2 separate regions of the Mus musculus genome follow, and region 1 is linked to region 2. The links are chromatin contacts, called in public Hi-C maps. All regions are on one chromosome and are shown on one strand. Each heading gives the region's core, a stretch centred on a gene start, on an enhancer-like site or on the middle of the called end of the contact. The rest is flanking DNA. Distances are from core to core; before and after follow the strand shown. Region 1 overlaps Mapkbp1 (mitogen-activated protein kinase binding protein 1). Region 2 holds the start of Itpka (inositol 1,4,5-trisphosphate 3-kinase A).

The links. A called contact is a pair of places that touch in the nucleus more often than the background predicts.
Region 1: a contact with region 2 is called in a Hi-C map of cortical neurons, with 2.6 times the contacts expected there. The contact joins the enhancer-like site here to the promoter of Itpka in region 2. A contact is called at or near these places in 1 of 39 promoter capture datasets (hippocampal neurons), 1 of 484 Hi-C or Micro-C datasets (cortical neurons), 4 of 115 datasets of contacts at active chromatin or transcription factors (embryonic forebrain, embryonic hindbrain, embryonic stem cells and 1 more) and 2 of 9 other capture datasets (adipose tissue and pancreatic islet).

Annotation. Positions count from the first base shown.
Region 1 is chr2:120,006,003-120,010,536 of GRCm38.p6, reverse strand. The region is part of intron 2 of Mapkbp1 (mitogen-activated protein kinase binding protein 1); the gene reads right to left. Among named protein-coding and RNA genes, the nearest start is that of Mir7665, 9.2 kb to the left of the region's middle. Within about 2 kb of position 2,671, at least 27 of the 459 cell types and tissues checked have an H3K27ac peak or open chromatin away from gene starts, as enhancers often do. A contact at or near this core is called in adipose tissue and cortical neurons, where this site is marked.
Region 2 is chr2:119,739,695-119,744,039 of GRCm38.p6, reverse strand. It overlaps Itpka (inositol 1,4,5-trisphosphate 3-kinase A), which reads right to left and starts at 1,703. Exons shown (of 7, transcript NM_146125.2): 1 at 1,179-1,703. The coding sequence starts at 1,661. It overlaps Gm25857 (a small nucleolar RNA gene), which reads left to right and starts at 3,084; the gene lies at 3,084-3,212.

The sequences.
Region 1 (4,534 bases), core at 1,422-3,921, 270 kb before region 2:
CAGCAGAGACAGGGCCTTCCCCCAGCCTTTGAACATATCCCAAGGAATGAATGGAAGATGGAAGAGTTAATGTGATTTGATCAGCTCAGGCCTCAGCTTGCAACTGGTTCTCAGGCTTGGAGCCACATGTCTTAATCACTGTTAGAGATGGTATGCTTCTACCTACTGAGTAAGAAAGAACACACGGGCTATGCTAGGGGCTAGAACTGCAAGGAGGCCTAAGCTGGAGGTGGAGGGAGCAGAGATAGCTTGGGAGGACCTTGGGAATGACTTGGGAAGGCTACAAAGCTTCCAACTGAGCCAAAGGACGCCTAGCTTCAGGGCCTAAGCAGGGCTTTCTGGCCACTAGAGCAAGACAAGTAAAGGTTTGTCCTAGTTCACAAAAAAGGGCTGAGCAACTTTTCCTCGAAGGCAACAGGCGTCCAGTTGGGATCGAATCCAGATAGACTGTCCTGAGCAGCTTTGGCGAGGGAAGCTGAATGGCCAGAATCAGCAGCAGTAAGCTACAGGTCAAGGGCCAGACAGTGCTCGAGGCAGGCTCTGTGGTGATGAGCAGGCACCAGGCCTGTTGTCTGGCTGCCTAACCTCTTACCGGTGGAACAGCAGACAAGAGCAAGCCTGGAGGCTGCCATACCATAGAGTGGAAGAAGAAAGAGCACCGACTGCAGTGGAAACTAGGTAGAGGTGCATATTGATAATCCGTACTTAGCATCTCAGGCTCAGTAAATGAATCCAATATACAGAGCCCACATATTCCCTGGGGACACTAGACTTTTGATGGGACCAAACACATCCAGAACTTCCAGCTGACCAACAGACAGTCTTAGGTCTCATCACCACTAACTGCCCTGCCCGACCAGCCGTTCCTCAGTGGTTTTCTTCCTTTTATCCCCAATCCCACTCTTTCCTGATCCCTTTGCCCCATTCCTTATTCCTTTCTCTTTTCACTTCTTTTTTTTTTTTTTTTTTTTGGTTTTTCGAGACAGGATTTCTCTATGTAGCTGTGTCTGTCCTGGAACTCACTTTGTAGACCAGGCTGGCCTCCAACTCAGAAATCCGCCTGCCTCTGCCTCCCAAGTGCTGGGATTAAAGGCGTGTGCCACAACTGCCCGGCTTTCTTTTCACTTCTTACCTCAAGTTCTGATCTCCTGAATTTCCCTTTAAAATGCCATGGTCAGGAGGGTCTTAGATATGACAAAAGCCATGTTTAGGGGTATACCTGTCATATCAGCATTTGGTAGGCTGAAGAACGAAGTCTTGATTCTTCAAATATGCAATGTACAATATATTGAGTTCAAAGCAAGACTGAGCTACAAAGTAAAACCTTGCCCCAAACATGAACCATGACTAAAGCAAGGGCTCTGGAAACCTTGTATCCTGTCACGTCTGAACAGTCTGTGAAAGCACACATGAAAGTGCACATCACTTACAATTCAAAGGCTGCTTATAATGTGCAGAATAATATCCTCTAGGCCTGCCATCATCTATTTAGAACCCACAGAGTTTTCTGTGGCTGCTGTTTTCTGAACCTTCTCCCAATCTCTGTTGACCTGTGACGAGCCCTCTACAGGCTGAGCTCTAGTAAAGGCGGCTGGCTGGTCTGACCTTAGAGGCTACTAGCTTCCTGACTAGAAACGGATGAACAAGGGCAAAGGGCTTCCACTCTCTGCGACAGACTTCCTCTAAATGCATTGGTGACACAATGACACCAGCTATGATCTAAATGCAGAACAACTTCATGTTGTGGTCCCTGCCTGTGAGTGTTCCCTGAAGTCTGTCACCCTAAAGCAGCACAGTGGCCTTTAACTTGTTCTGGTGGCACACACATATAATCACAGCACTTGGGAGGTGGAGGCAGGAGGGTCAGGAGTTCAGTCATTTTCAGCTGCATAGTGGATGTGAGGTCAGCCTGGGCTGTATATAATCCTGTTATAAACAAAACAAGAAAACCTTTCAAGTCTTCATGGAATACAATTTCTTATGTTTCCTCCATCTCCTAAGTTCAAGTTCACACAACACTGTGTGTGTGTGTGTGTGTGTGTGTGTGTGTGTGTGTGTGTGTGTGTGTGAATGTGTGTATAAGTGTGCGGGTTTTTTGTGTGTGTGTGTGTATGAGTATATGTTTAAGTGTATATGTGTGAGTGTGTGAGTGTGTGTATGTTTATGTGTGTATACACAATGCAGGCAGAAAGATGACTGGCTACAGGTAGATGAGCAAACCCTACTCCACCTCCTTTTCCTCCCCTTGTCTCATGCCAGGAAATTCTCTGGCATGGCAGGGATAGAAATACACAGGGTAAGGCCTTTAAACTTTTTACCCAGATTTATTCAGACTGGAAAACAACCCCTCAGAGAGAAAAAGCACATATGTATTTCTCTATGAAGAGCTGTGCCCATGTCCTTCCAAGTAAACAAGAGGGCCTACAGGCAACGTAGTCATCTAGGGAGAGGAGGGTGGGACACAACTGGCATCAGTCATTGGCCCTTCACTTCCAATGTCCTTGCCCAGCAGGGTAAGCCCTTGCAGCAATATTCACTGAAATCATCAACAAAGACTGCTGGGTTGGGCTGGCGCAACAGGCTGACTCTTGTAACTTAGAACTTGAGGGCACAGAGAGATTGCTCATCTTTACAGAGGGAGGGTAAGGCCTCAGTCCCTTAGGGCCTCAGTTTAGGAGAGTCATGCTGTGGGACACCAGCGCCAGGAAGGGCCAAGCCCTCTGCATTCCCATCCCTGCACAGGCCCAGGCTTGCTTCCTTCTCTCTCACAGGAGCCATCTCCTACCACTCTCCAGCCTCCAGAGTCAAAGCCAAAGGACAATCAGGAACCACGGAGTAGAGAGGCAAACACATGGGCAGGCCCGGGAGGGTCAACCAGAAACAATGTGTCTTCAGATTTCCTTCAGGCTAAGTGAAATCAGAAGGGCAACAGGGAGGCGCAGTGAAAGTCCCTCCATGACTCAATGCCAGCCTCTAGTCCTTTATTAACTGTCACTTCTCACATTCTTTACTGCGCTTTACCACCATGGCCAACTCCTTCTCCAAAGCATGTAGCAACTTACCATCTTTACATAATATGCTTTGAGAGGAGTGCCTAGCACGACAGATCTAACTCAGCAGAGATTCTATTTTTGTGTGTTGTTTACTGTTAAGTCCCCAGCTCCAGGAAGACTGGTACTCGAGATTTTTGGAAGGTATAAATAAAGCTTTAAGTCATTAATAAACCGAGCATGTGTGGTGGTACATGCCTATATTCTCAACACTCAGAACGTGGAGGCAGGAGGATCAGAAGTTTAAGGGCTACATAGTGAGTTTGAGGCCAGTGTGGAATACATGAGAGCTTGAGAGGGAAGGAAGGAAGGAAGGAAGGAAGGAAGGAAGGAAGGAAGGAAGGAAGGAAGGAAGGAAGGAAGGAAGGAAGGAAGGAAGGAAGGAAGGAAGGCAGGCAGGCAGGCAGGCAGGCAGGCAGGCATGCAGGCAGGCAGGCAGGCAGGCAGAAAGAAAGAGCGAACACAAACTAAATCACTAACTATAAGACCTCCAAGCTCAGCTGCAAACCTTGAGAGCTATGATTCAGAGCTGCAGGGCAGGCCCATGGCTCCCCCATGTTACAGCCATAACTCCCTCCCTGATGCCCAAGGGCAATGCACTGGGAGGAAGATGAAGATCACTGTGGTCAGGTAGGTCTGTCTGCTAATATACTATCTGGCCTTGAACTTGTTTCTTTCCTTTCGAAAACCTCGGTCTCCTCCTTCTCATCCGTAAAGTAGAAGGAGCGTCACAGAGCCTCTCAGAGCCCTGTGCACATCGACATGACAGCACGGTGGCCACTGTGTTTTACTGTCTACTTCCCAGGCTTTCCTAGAACCGCACTAACGTACCCCTGGGCATGTCTGTGAGTATCCAAAATGGTTTAACTGAGTAGGGCAGATGCCACAAAGCGACAAGCTGAGGTCCTGAGTTGAATAATAAGAAGAAAGGAAGCTGAGCGGGAGTTTCGTGTCTCTGATGCGATGTGCACAGCTACCTCACCCCTGGCACTGTGACTTCCCAGCCATGGTGGGCTTCTGCTTCAACCAAAATACGCCCAAAATAAGCTTCCTTCTTTTTTTTTTTAAAGATTTATTTATTATTATACATAAGTTCACTGTAGCTGACTTCAGATGTACCAGAAGAGGGCGTCAGATCTCATTATGGGTGGTTGTGAGCCACCATGTAGTTGTGGGATTTGAACTCAGGACCTTCAGAAGAGCAGTCAGTGCCCTTACCCACTGAGCCATATCACCAGCCCAAGCTTCCTTCTGTCTGTCTGTCTTTCTCTCTCTCTTTCTCTCTCTCTCTCTTTCTTTTTATTTTTGGCTTTTTCAAGACATGGTTTCTCTGTATAGCCCTGGCTGTCCTAGAACTCACTCTAGACCAGGCTGGCCTCAAACTCAGATATCCGCCTGCCTCTGCCTCCCAAGTGCTGGGATTAAAGGCATGCGCCACCACCGCCCGGCAGCTTCCTTCTTTAAACTGCTTTTATCAGGGATTC
Region 2 (4,345 bases), core at 454-2,953:
TTCGAGTCGTTACACTGCCTCCCTCGGTCCAATCCTAGTGTGCAGGGATGCCAGGTTCCAGAAGGCCCAGGCCACACCTCGGCGCTCTTCTCAAGGTGTCTAGGCAACCTGGGCGCGCGTCTTACTCTCGAAGTCGCCAGGACGCGGCCTTCAGGGCAGAGCGGGGCGTTCCCGGTTTTTTTCTCTCTCTCTTTCCACTCGAGGAACGCTTGCGTAAAATGCATCTAGAGCAACGCTGCACAGTCCACAGGCAGTTAGTTTAGTTATCTGGCCATGGTTAAAACAAGGGAGATTACTGACACAAGAGGATCGCAGGTTCAAGGCCCGAATAGGCTATAGACTGTGTTTCACTGTAACTTGGCAATTTAGTGTCAAGAAAAGAGGGCTAGGATGTAGCTCAGTGGTGGTTGTGCTTGCCTACTGTGTTTGAGGCCCTGAGTTCAACCTCCAGTCAAGGAGGGCCATACCACGAATAATGACTTCACCTCACACTGGCTGGTGATAGCTGCCGGTTAAATTGGCCCGGGAACATTCACATTGCCATACAGAGACTAGCAAGCTCTTGTCAGCCTCAGTTTACCTTTCCCAGGACACTTAGGAGCAGTAGGCCAGGGCGAGGAGGGGGGACGCAGCAGGTGGATCTTGGTTCCGCTCGGTTCTAGCCCTGCGCCCCTCCCTTCCCGCATCCACGCCTCGTGCGCGCGCGGGGAGCAGACGGCAGCGGCTCCGGAGCAGAGCCAGGAGCTCCGCTCCACTCCCACTCAAGAGAGGGAAACCGTGGCAACGGCGGGGGTGGGGCCGCGGCACCGAGAGGGGGAGGAGAGGGAAAAGCTCACGCGCCCCTTTTTCTCTCAGGGCTCCCGGGGCAAGGCTACCCCGCTCTGATCTCTCCAGCCCTACCTGACAGTTACCCAGGTACGCCAGCCGACCCGCCGGCTCCCGCTCCGTGGGTCGCGTACTCCTCAACCTCCTTTAGACGCCCAGGCACTCAGTTACCATCGCCTGCCTAGCCCCCGAAAAAGAACCAAGGCGAGAGGTCGTCCTGGGCTCCCTCTCCGCCCCCATGCCCCCTGTCCCCCGCTTGGGCTCTCGGCGGGGAACGCAAGCCGGTCAGAGCAGAGCAGAGAGCGGAGTCCCCGGCGCGCAGCCCCCGCTGGCCCCGCCCCCGCGGCCCGTACCTGCCCCACGTCCTCGCTGGTTTCCAGCTGCACGTTGCCGCGGCTCCTGCTCTCACTGTCGCTCAGCAGATCGTCCTCCGAGTCCTCGAGCAGCGACGAGGAGCCGGTGGAGGAGAGGGACGAGGTGGAGAGGCGGCGTGGCTGCTGCAGGTGCGACCCCGCAGCTGGGAGCCAGTTCCCCTCCTGGTCTGGCGGCCCTGGGCTGGCCGGGGTCACATCCTCCTCGCTTGTCACAGTGAGCTGAGGGATCACCGGGGCAGGGGCAGCACGCGGGAGCCCGTTGGGCACTTGTCCCCCACGCCGCTTGGCCCCGCGGGCCCGGGGCTCCCCTGCGGCTGCTGCAGCGGCGACTGCGGCGCAGCGCGCTTCGAAGAGCAGGCGCAGCTCCCCGACGCTCCGGCGCGGAGCCCTCTCCAGCCCGGGGCTGCAGGGCCCCGCGCCCCGTGGCCGCGCCATGCCCGTCGGGCGCCCGGGCAGGGTCATCTCCCGGCACCGGAGCCGCAGCCGAGCCCACCAGCCCGCGGCGCGGCGGGGACTGTAGACGCTCAGCGCCCCGGGCTTGGGACTGCCCCGGGGCGGAGCCTCGGCAACGCCCGCCCGGCCGCGCCCCGCCCCGGCCGCGCCCCCCGCCCACTCCTTTCACTTTCTGAGAAAGCGCGGGCCTCCGGGGGCCCTCGCTGCTGCAGGAGGCTTGCAGTGTCCCGAGTGTAACGTGGAAGTCCCAGGTCCGGCCCCCGCCTTATCTCTAGACCTGCCCTCAAGGTGGCAGAAGGGACCTGCCCCGCACCTGAGCCCAGTGCCCTCCCGCGGCTTTTGAGGGATTCCTTCAATGGGAACCAGAGGTCTTAATCTGCACAGGAAGAAGCTGTGCCCATTCTTTCACTCGCTTCCTCGGGCTCCTTTCCGTGTTCCAACCTTCCTGGTCAAAGTCTTTTGAGTCTCTGGGGCTTTTCTCTGGCCTGGGCCCCTTAATTCGGAGTTCAAGGCCGTCAGCCACCCAAGGAAGCCACACCTCAAGGAGTGTGCCCAACTAGAGTCTGTGGCCAGGGTCGAGCTGAGACTGCTCCCCACCCCCACCCCTCGAAGCTCTCCACTTCCCAGCGGGCAGAGAACAAGGTCAAGAGGCGGAGTCTGACTCTCTCCAAGTATCACAGCCGGTGGTGGCCTGCATTTCCACCGCCCCTCTCCAGCCCCCCACTAGCTGTTTCTTCTCCTCCTCCCCCTCCTGCCCCTTTGGAGCTTTGTGGTTTCAAAAGGAGTCCTTTCGCCTCTCTGAACTGCTGAATCTCCTTCGTCGCGGAGCTGCAGGGTTGCTCTGAGAGTAAAATTTTAGAGATGGGTGTTGAGTGCGTAGCTCAGCGGTAGAGCACTTGCGTAGTACGCGACTAGAACTGGATTCCATGCCCAGCATGAAAGGAACGAAAAAGTCTTGGTGCTCCAAAAATGCGAGTGTTTTTTAGTGTTGTAATAGACAGCCAGTGTCTCGGGCCACCCTATCTTGGCTCACTCCTTCTATCCATCTCCCTATCTGTAAACAGAAGAAAAACTTCACACGGCCTAGAGTTATGGCTGCATACTGAAAAGAGAACACCGATGTAGAAGTTCAGACACTGGAAATCCTTCTTGTCATCTCTGAATGGGTCTCTGGCCTCTGCTTGCAGGTGCTCAGCTGAACTTCAAGGCTACTGTGAGCAGAAGCCAGACTTGTCTGCCTTCCCCTAAAAGAATTGAGGGTCCTGTCATGGAACACCTAGAACAACAACCCTGGGATTGCTGGGGCAAGCCCAGGGTTAAGTATGAGACTTGCCTTTTCTCTCTTCAGCCAGAAGTTAAGAGGGAGGAGGAGAACCTTTCGCAAAGAGAGAAGATCTCTAGATGACTGACTGATAAAGGGAGAAGTTGGGGGGGGGTGTTTCCAGGGGCGGTGGCTGCTTGTAGCCATGGGATCTCCAACTGCATGCCAGAGTAATGGGGAGGCTTTGACAGCCCAGGTCATCACAGTGCCTGCAGCTGCCACTCAGCTTCTGTATAGATTTTGGAATTAAAAAAAAAAAAAAAAAAGGAGGAGGAGGAGGAGGTGTGTGGGAGGAATGAAAGCAAAAGAGAAAGGAAACCACAGTCTGAACACTTGCTTCCTCCTTGGAGAAGTGAAGAAACAGCATGGACTCCTGGAAACGTTTTCTGGGGCAGAGGTGTGCATGTCTGAGTGTTTGAGCCCAGAGCTATGCCAGCTTGTAGCAGGGAATCTCAGAGGGTAGACTGGGACCTGACAGAGGAAAATAGGAAGAGGGAGGAGGGAGCATGTTACTGGGTACCTGTGTGCCAGGCAGTGTGTGGACAATGCTGGACTAGTAGGCTGAAGGTCTAGCCTAGCAGCTGAGAGAAATCCCAGAACAATTATTTTTCTTGTATCACGTCCTCACCCAAGTTTAGCAGGAACCAAAGAATGTTGCTGTGGGCCACAGAGAATGTCTATGCTACCTTCTATTAGGCAGAAGGAGAAGGATCAGGGATTCAAGCCATCCATCCATAGTTATAAGCTGGCCAGCCTGGGCTACATGAAACCGTTTCTCAACAATAACAACAGTATGTGCTGTCTAGGTGGATTTTGTTAGATGAATAAGGACAGGCAGAAAACAGAGGGAACTTCCATACTGAGGCAAGGCCTGGATAGGTCATAATAAACTAATAAATAGTAAGCCTCCAAGTCTAGTAATCCTCCTGCCTCAGCCTCCCAATACCAGGGCCTCAGATGTAAGCTAACATACCCAGCTTCCTCCACTTCTTGTTGCTTGAGTAGAAGGGATGTGAAGGAAATCAGTTTATGGAGTGTGTGGGGTGGTGGCCTCCTGTGTGCTGAGAAACAAAAGGTCTGGAAGGGAACAAGGGGCATAGAGCTGGGGCATAGAGGACTATGTCAAGGTTTTGGGGGGTCCTTGAGGGATTGTTCTGAGCTAGGCCACCGAGTCATTCTGCTTTGGCCACAGACCAGCTAACTGTCATAGGAAACAAAGTATCTGGTTTTTGAGACAGAGTCCAGATATGTGGCCTAGGCTGACTTTCTTTTTTCTTTTAAAGATTTATTTATTTATTTATTTTATGTAAGTACAAAGTAGCTGTTTTCAGACACACCAGGAGAGGCCATCTGATCTCATTTTAGATGGTTG